Linked DNA regions of Sus scrofa: region 2 is linked to region 1. A link is a contact called in public HiChIP or PLAC-seq data. All regions are on one chromosome and are shown on one strand. Each heading gives the region's core, a stretch centred on a gene start, on an enhancer-like site or on the middle of the called end of the contact. The rest is flanking DNA. Distances are from core to core; before and after follow the strand shown.

What was found. HiChIP or PLAC-seq counts read pairs in DNA pulled down with a chosen protein or histone mark.
Region 2: a contact with region 1 is called in an H3K27ac HiChIP or PLAC-seq map of alveolar macrophages. The contact joins two enhancer-like sites. A contact is called at or near these places in 1 of 47 Hi-C or Micro-C datasets (embryonic fibroblasts) and 1 of 2 datasets of contacts at active chromatin or transcription factors (alveolar macrophages).

The regions. Positions count from the first base shown.
Region 1 is chr2:49,056,699-49,061,240 of Sscrofa11.1, forward strand. It overlaps AMPD3 (AMP deaminase 3), which reads right to left. Exons shown (of 15, transcript XM_013994571.2): 3 at 284-488. Among named protein-coding and RNA genes, the nearest start is that of AMPD3, 26 kb to the right of the region's middle. Within about 2 kb of position 2,148, at least 16 of the 83 cell types and tissues checked have an H3K27ac peak or open chromatin away from gene starts, as enhancers often do. A contact at or near this core is called in alveolar macrophages, where this site is marked.
Region 2 is chr2:49,620,848-49,625,389 of Sscrofa11.1, forward strand. It overlaps SBF2 (myotubularin-related protein 13), which reads left to right. Exons shown (of 40, transcript XM_003122980.5): 22 at 316-511; 23 at 4,249-4,376. Among named protein-coding and RNA genes, the nearest start is that of SWAP70, 180 kb to the right of the region's middle. Within about 2 kb of position 1,769, at least 3 of the 83 cell types and tissues checked have an H3K27ac peak or open chromatin away from gene starts, as enhancers often do. A contact at or near this core is called in alveolar macrophages, where this site is marked.

The DNA of each region.
Region 1 (4,542 bases), core at 898-3,397:
GACAAAGTCAAACTTCAGACTCTGATCTGATTGATTTCCAAAGTCCAAGGATGCTCTGTTTTCCCAGAGCGGCCTCGTCTCAGAAATGAATGAGATAAATTACCCCCTTCCAGGGAGTTCATCAATCTTGGTCTGCTGGGCAAAGCGCGTGTGGCAGAAACCTGAACATGCTCAGGGAGACAAGCAGCTACACAGACAGTTGTTTATAAGAGGGGATGAGCGATGCAGCAGAGGGAGGTACCAGCTGGAGCACAGAGCCCTCAGAGAGCGGGAGTCGCCTTACCCCAGCACAGTAATCTCCGCTGATGGTGACCCGCTGGAACTCGGGCATGGCATACAGTGCAGGCGCGGGCTGGGAAGTGATTCCAGGGAGCACAGGGGTTGCAGGAGACATGGCCGGACTGGCTGTTGGGGGTCCCTTCCAATCTTGCTGCGTCGGCATTTGCAGAGACAGGGACTGGGACCGAATCATCTTAAAACTTTTCTTTCTAAAAGTCAAGAGCAAGGAAATGTGAGAGATAGAAGCAGCTAATTTGAGGGGAGTGATAAAAGAGTCTTTGTTCTGGACATGGCAGGACAATCTGACTCTGATTAATCACTAGTGCTGGACCCATTATTAAGAAGTTTCTAGGAGTTCCTGTTGTGGCTCAGAGGTAACGACCCCGACCAGTAGCCATGAGGATAAGGGTTTGATCCCTGGCCTCCCTCAGTGGGTTAAGGATCCAGCATGGCCATGAGTTGCGATGTAGGTCATAGACGCAACTCAGATCTGGTGTGACTATGGCTATGGTGTAGGCTGGCAGCTGCAGCTCTGATTCAACCCCAAGCCCAGCAACTTTTTTTAGGGCCATGGAAGCAGCCCTTAAAAAAAAAAAAAAAAAAAAATTCTCAACTCTGACTAGCATCCATGAGGACATAGGTTCGATCCCTGGCCTTGCTCAGTGGGTTTAGGATCTGGCTTTGCCATGAGCTTCGGTGTAGGCCACAGACCAAAGCTTGGATGTGGTGCTGCTGTGGCTGTGGCATAGGCTGGAGGCTGCAGCTCCAATTTGACCCCTAGCCCGGGAACCTCCATATGCCAAGGGTACAACCACCACCCCCAAAAAAGTTTCTAATTATTCATGCCTTCCTCTCCCTGAATGCAATACTCTAGGCACCCTGTGGTCACTAAGAACTGCTGTGGGCTGTGTTTGCAGGGTGCGTGGAGCATCGGAGTAGGCAAATGTCTCAGGAGACAGAGGGAAGACTGATCTGTGGGGGTCTAACTCTGAGGGCAGACGAGGTGAGGACCATGTCAAATCAACCAGCATGCTGTCTTCAGATAAAGCCAGACCCTGAGTCCCAGTACACAGAGTCTCAGATAATCACCGTGCATTTCACAGAGTTAGAAAACGGGGGCACTGGAGCCAGAAAAGCTCATGCCATCAACCCGTCCCACCTCCTGTTTTCATAAAGGACTCAGGGGACCAGGGATGGGAAACAAATTCTACAAAGTCATGGCCAGGTGGCAGCTAGCCCTTCGCACCCCACCTCCCTGGCAGCCTGTCACCCTGGCTGCTCCTTCCTGCAGCCTGACATGTGCCTTCCTGGCTGCTCTGGGCAGGCACAGATCTGTTATTGGAAAGGGACTGATCAGCATCAATTCCAGTCCTCTCAACTTGTCACCTTGGCACCAAAGGCTGATTTCACAAACTCCTGGGGAAGCAGGTGCAAGGTTGGTTTCAAATGCCACAAGCTCATGCTTATCTGCAATGCTGACTTAGGAACATTCATTTTCCTGTTAACTAATTAGTAATGTTTCAAACGACACCACCCCAAGTCCTAGGATCCCCAGGAAGAAAGTCAGGCAAGAGGGAGGTGAGGACCTCAGCACTTCCTCTCCCATGTCTTTTTCTGCCTCTGAGGGAACCCAGACCCCCAGCAATGCCAGAAACCAGCTGACCAGAGGGCCCAGCAGTGGGCCAACTAGCCCGGTACAACCAGAGCCTCCAGCCAAGAATTCAAGAGCAACTGTGACCACTCCCTGCCCCCAAAGCCCACAAAAACCCCTCCTCTTCTCCAGGCACCAGTGACATCTACAGGGTATGGAGAAATTTGTTATCTCCAAACGGACCTCATGACTCACCCGAAACCAGCTATCTTCCTCCTGGCTCTTGGCCAGGTCTCTCCTCACTGATCCATGGCCAATTTACAGGAACTACAGTTCCCTGACCTCTCTCTACACCCAATGCTTGCCATGGCTCTCTGGTCACTATCCACCCACGTGTGTTATCACTTCTTTGGGGACAAGGCTATTTCTACCTGGAAAATGGAGGCAGCCCCTTTATCAGAAGTCTGTCTTTGCCCTGCCCTTAAATGCTAGGTTATTCAGGAAACCCAGGCTGAACTTCAGGAACCTCCAGCCCAGGTTTTCCCCAGCTTGCCCTCCATCTATCACATGGAGCTGAGTCAAGCATCTTGTCCCAAGAAAGAGGCCAACTGATGCCTGTCAATCATTCCTCAGAGGCAGGCCCACGTTGAGTAATGAGGTTCCCACTTTGGCATCTTTGGGATGGTCACACCTAGAAGAAAAGCCATTACGTTGGGCTCCGTCTCATGTTCTGACAGGCCCCATGAGACCCTGACTCCTGTGTCACTCACATGCCTGCTAGGTCACTATCTTTATCTCCATGCCAACTTAACCCCCACAAGCCTCAGCCAATGCTGCCTAAGGACCAGTCCTGATAAGGAAAGAACCGAGGTAACATCTAAGGTGAACAACAGGTTAAAAAGGCTTTAAAAAATAATAATAATAACTCGGAAGTTCCCATCATGGCTCAGTGGTAACGAGCCCAACTAGGATCCATGAGGACTCAGGTTCAATCCCTGGCCCTGCTCAATGGGTTAAGGATTCAGCATTGCCGCAAGCTGTGGTATAGGTCACAGACATGGCTCAGATCCCACATTGCTGTGGCTGTGGTGTAGGCTGGCAGCTGCAGCTCTGATTTGACCCCTAGCCTGGGAACCTCCATATGCCATGGAGTGTGGCCCTAAAAAGACAAATAATAATAACCCAACCATGATCAGAAAGCTGGAAGGCTGCCTAAGCCAAGAGCCCACCAGGCTTGTCCAAGAAACATCCATACTCCTCTGCCACAGAGAAGACACCAGTACCCACCAGCTGTGTCCCCAAGTTCACCTTCTTAAAGACACCCATTATGGCTCCAGCCTTGGACTTGAGGTGAGCCCCAGAAGGTCACATGTGGACATCCATGGGCTGGGAGCTCTGACTCTGCAGGGACAATGGACAGGTTTGACAACAGATGGGTCAACTCCTCATCAACCATGGGCAAGGGCTTGCAATAAACCAGCATTAACCACCAAACTTGTCTCCACGAAAACTAAAAAAGCTAAATGGAGGGAGTTCCCATTGTGGCTCAGCAGGTTACAAACCCAACAAGTATCCATGAGGATGTGGGTTCGATGCCAGGCCTCACTCAGTGGGTTAAGGATCCTGCGTTACTATGAGCTGTGGTGGTCGTCGCAGGTGCAGCTTGGATCCCGAGTTGCTGTGGCTGTGGTGTAGGAGGGCAGCTGCAGCTCTGATGCAACCCCTAGCCTGGGAACTTCCATATGCCGCACATGTGGCCCTAAAAAGCAAAGCAAAGCAAGAGAGACAGAGAGAGACAGAGGGAGAGGAAGGAAGGAAGCGGGGGAGGGAGGGAAGGAGAGAGAGAGATAGGAAGGAAGGAAAGAAGAAGAAAAGAAGAATGGAGCCCCAGGAAAGAGCCCTGTGCTTATCTTCTGCGGCTGTGCTACGCATTGCCAGAAGCCTGGTGACTTCAAGCCCCCAGTTGCTGGCTCACAGCTCAGGAGGTGAGATATCCAAGTGAGCCTGGCTGAACTCTATGCCCCAGGTATCAAAGGCCAAAATCAAGGGGTTATCCACACTGGGCTCTTAACAGAAGATCCTGGAGAAGCATCCACATCCAAGCTCATGCAGGTGTTTAGCAGAATTCAGTTCCACATGGCCCTAGACCGGCCCCGGTTCCCCACTGGCTACTGGGCAAGAGTAGGCCTCTGCTTCTTGCACATAGCGCCCTCTGTCTTCAAAGCCTGGCACTGGTGCTTGGAATCCTCCCTCACTACTGCTGAGAAAGCTCTCTTGCACTAAGGGTGCGAGAGATCAGATCAGGCCCATTCATAACCTCCCCATCTTCAGGTCCACAGAGTCACACACCACAGCGTAATCACAGGATCGATGTCTCATCCTATTAAAGGGTCTGGAGATTAGGGAAAGACACTTCCTGGGGGACATTTTAGAAGTTCTGTCAACCACCCATATCTAGTATCCATTCGGTACTGCTGAGGCTCAGCCACAAAGGGGCAACTGAGTGACCAAGAATTTGCAGATATGTGTGTGTATGTCCACACGTCTGTCCTTTCTCTCCCAAAGCTGCTGAAGCTCCACGTGTGTCACGAGAATGAAGAAGTTATCATAAGCTTTTTTCTGAATTATAGAACCATGAAGTGTCCTGGTTAGAAAGGGCTTTACAGATCACA
Region 2 (4,542 bases), core at 519-3,018, 560 kb after region 1:
ATTATTCTGGCATCTTTCTATGTTTACGTATACAAGTTCATGTCATTCTTTTTAATGGTTGCAAAATGTTCTATTGAAGAGGTATCTCAAACAGTTCAGTGATTTCCAATGATTTCACTTCAATAAGCAATGCTGCCAAGAACTGTTTTACATTTGGATGCAGAAACATCATTTCTGCCTCCTCCCAAATCTGTTTACTTCTCTTAGCTACTTAGGAAGTCTGGCTCAAATGTTTTAGATCTGTAACTAAAAAAGATAACCTTGGTCTAAGAGTTGGAAATCCCACTAGAGTTAAAATACTTTCTCTGTTGTTAGCCCAAGATTCTTAGACCTGCTCTACTACCAGGAGAAGAAATTGTTTGTGAAGGTCTTCGAGTCCTGCTGGATCCTGATGGAAGAGAAGAAGCCACTGGAGGCCTTCTTGGAGGCCCCCAGCTCCTGCCAGCAGAAGGAGCCTTGTTCCTCACCACATATAGAATTCTGTTCAGAGGGACTCCCCATGATCAGCTAGGTATGGCTCATATTATGCCAACAGAGCAGGGATATCTATGTGCCACGTGAGGCTTTGATTCCATCTGTGTACAGTGACTTGCAGGTCAATTCAGATTCAGAGTAAGCCTTTTGCCACACAGGTATTTTTTTAGACTACTTTCGTCGGTCAAAGCTAATGATAATTTAGATCATAGATTCTTATTTGAAGAACCAAGGGTATCTTCTAAACAGAACCATCCACTGAAACTATAGTAATTTCATGAGGCAGTGTATTGTGACTTAGAGATATCACAGGATCCAGCTGCTAACAATGTCCCTGCCGATTTGCCCCACCTTCTGAGTCCTACAGTAAACTGTAAGGCTGAGGTTTTCTAGATACATGATCCCTTTTGTGGAAGGATGTGCTAAGCATTGCAGGGCTTGTGCAGCACTGACAGATTAACCCCACTCCCTCCCCTTCCATTTCAACTAACCCCAATCCTCTCTTAGCAGACTTCTCCTCTATTCACTAAACTTCTTCAACTGCTATTTTCTATTACTCTCTACAATCTTCTGTATTAGAAAGGAAGTACATGCCCTATCAAGTCTGAATTATCTTTTTAAAATCACTGTCGTCTCTATACTATTCTGGTTGATAGGCAAAGCATGTAAGGTTTTGGGTAAAATTATTGAATTCTAAATCAAGAAGCTCAAGTTTAAATCACTGGTGACCAATCTGTTTATCTTATGTAAGTCGCATCACCTCTCTGGGTTTCAATTTCCCCTTTTATAAAGTTAGGGAATTGGGCTTTCTTGGTGGTAATCCAGTGGCTCTCGGCCTTGACTGCATGTTTGAATTATCTGGGGTGTTTCTTTGTGGCTCAGTGGTAATGAACCTGACTAGTATCCAGATTTGATCCCTGGCCTCGCTCAGTGGGTTGAGGATCTGGCATTGCCATGAGCTGTGGTGTAGGTCACAGACGTGGCTCAGATCCTGCATCACTGTGGCTGTGCCATAGGCCAGCAGCTACAGTTCTGATTCAACCCTAGCTTGGGAATTTCCATATGCCATGGGTGTGGCCCTAAAAAGACAAAAAAAAAATTAAAAATAAATAAATAAAATTGAATTATCCGGGAAGCTTTTTCTAAAACAATCAATTTCTGTGTGCAGCTCTCAAACAATTAAATTAGAGTCTGGAACAGGATTCTATGAAAGCAGAGACCCTGGCATCTGTGTAATTTTAAGCCCCAGAAGTGATTGTGATACATACTGAGATTGAGAAACACTGGAATAAGTGGCCACAAGAATTCCTTCCTCATCTGAAATTATTTATTCAGTAGCATATGATGATTATGTACCATGTGCTATGCACTTTGTTAGTGGATTTCAGATGTGTAAACTGTGTATCTTCACAATCTCATAGTTTTATAATTCCTTGCTTAGATAGAATCAAAATGGCTTATTTTCTTGGTCATAAAGATCGTTTATCAAAAAATAAATAAATAGGAGTTCCCTGGTGGCTCAGTGGGTTAAGGACCTGACATTTGTCACTGCCATGGTACAGCTTTGACCCCTGGCATGGAAACGTCCCCACACTGGTGGTATGGCCCAAGGGGAAAAAAAAATTGTTTACCACATAAAAAACAAAAAGCTCATAAATTCAGTAAACTAAATTAGGAGTTCCCGTCATGGCGCAGCAGAATCGAATCTGACTAGGAACCATGAGGTTGCAGGCTTGATCCCTGGCCTCGCTCAGTGGATTAAGGATCCGGCATTGCCATGAGCTGTGGTGTAGGTCACAGATGGCTCAGATCTGGTGTTGCTGTGGCTGTGGCATAGGCCAGCAGCTATAGCTCCAATTCGACCCCTAGCCTGGGAACCTCCATATGCCATGGGTATGGCCCTAAAAAGACAAAAGACAAAAAAAACAAAAATAAATAAACAAAATTAATCAATAGGAATAGTGCTCATTTTGAAAAAGAGTGAAAAAATAGAGCAAACTTTCTCAGCCCTTTCCTGTCATATTACTATAAATATTTGTATTTGTAAGCAAGTGTAGTTTTAAAACTAAATATCCCATACTTACTGTTTTTGTACTACAACTTTTGTGAACTCAATGGCTATAAACATACATTTTGGGCATATAAGTATATGAGATATTTGGTCATTTAAATTTCTTTACTTCATTTCTTTTAAATAAATAAAAGTCATATTTAGTGGGAAAGCTTGTCTCTTGTTTTTTCCTGACAATTTTTAGGTTAATTTCACATTTTAAAAAATATTTAAGAGAAAACCTTTGATATTTGCTTCTTTTCTTTCTCTCTCTCTCTCTCTCTCTCTCTCTCTTTTTTTTTTTTTTCCTTCTTTTTAGGGCGGCAGGATATGGAGGTTCCCAGGCTAGGGGTTGAACTGCAGCTGCAGCTGCCAGCCTACACCATGGCCACAGCAATGCCAGATCCTCGCCTGTGTCTGTGACCTACACCACAGCTCACAGCAACGCCAGAGCCTTAACCCACTGAGCGAGGCCAGGGATTGAACCCCCAACCTCATGGCTCCTAGTCGGTTTCATTTCCGCTGCACCACGACAGGAATTCCTCTTTTCTCATTTTAAGTTAATTTATATTTTAAAATTTCACCTTTAGTGCCCCATAGAAATCTGACCATTTTACCTGTGTTATATAAGCATAAGTTATTTAATATTAGAACTTAAATCCTTTGTACATCTTAATTTTGTTTAGCTTCTGGATGTTGAGTTTTAATGTAAGAGGATAATCAGAATTTTCCAGGTTGGGAATTTACAGTCAGGGAATGAGGAATTCTGGTAATAGTAAGTAGATTATTGGCACATGGGCTCTTAGGTCAGGTAAACCTAGTTCAGAGCTCAACCCCTCTGGCTTACCTAGCCAAGAGGCCTTGCCTGTTGCTACTCCTGTTCTATTACTTGTACTGCTACTTGAAATGCCTACCTTTCCCCCTCTGCAGACCCAAACCTATATTCCCTTCAAAGCCCACCTTCCCTCTCACTTCTTTCAGGATTCATTCTCTAGCCATCTTGTATGCAGAAATCTTCTCCCCTTCTGAAATATTTAAAGCCTCATTCTCTCAGATCGAGGCACTCATTTCATGTTGTATTCTGCATGTGACTTTCCTCTTCCCTGGGGAGTTGTGTACTCTGCACAGGAGGCCTTGTGTGTGCTACTTCTTTTCTCCATGCTCATCTTCATACCCTCAGGTAGTTGATAACTAACTACTTATGTTTTCCTTGTCTTGCTTTAATATTTAAACTCCTAAAAAGTCTTGGGTCTAAGCCCAGTCCTAGATCTTCTGAGGGCACATATAGATAGCATAGCACCTTTATACAAAAAGAAACCTTAACAACCGTTTCTCTTTTGCTTTATTTTTACATTAAATATGAGAAATATCTTTGTAATATTTGAAGATGCTTCTTTTCTTCCTTATAAAACCCATTCTTCCTGTTAAGTTGCCTTAAACCAGATGATCCTATGTGGTACAGAATAGGCTGGGGAACTAGAATGAAGATTGACAGGCAGTGACAGTTTCTTCACTCCAGGAAAAGATTGTATCTGAGGAATGAATTGCCATGCAGCACAATTAATGAATGCGATTCTGGAATCATGGTCATTTCTCTTGCTGCATTCCTGGACACTGCCTCTCCAGATACATTTCTCCAGCAAAGGCTGGTGAAATGAGCAGCAGAGACTCTAGAAATGAGCTGTAAACTGCTATTGCTGAGTCTGAGCCCTGTCTTCCTGTAGTTGGTGAGCAGACGGTTGTGCGAAGTTTTCCCATTGCTTCGATCACCAAGGAGAAGAAGATCACAATGCAGAACCAGCTACAGCAGAACATGCAAGAAGGACTGCAGATCACATCAGCATCTTTTCAGGTATTAAGAAAGGGAGGCATGCTTCTACTATTTAACAGTATTCGTCTACTATTCTACTTTTTAAAGGCCATTCTTCTACAATTTCTACAGACGATGCCATGGCCACTTTCTTGTGGTTATGTGGTCAAAAGTTAGAGGATGAGGAGGATCAGAGGGTAACCTTCAA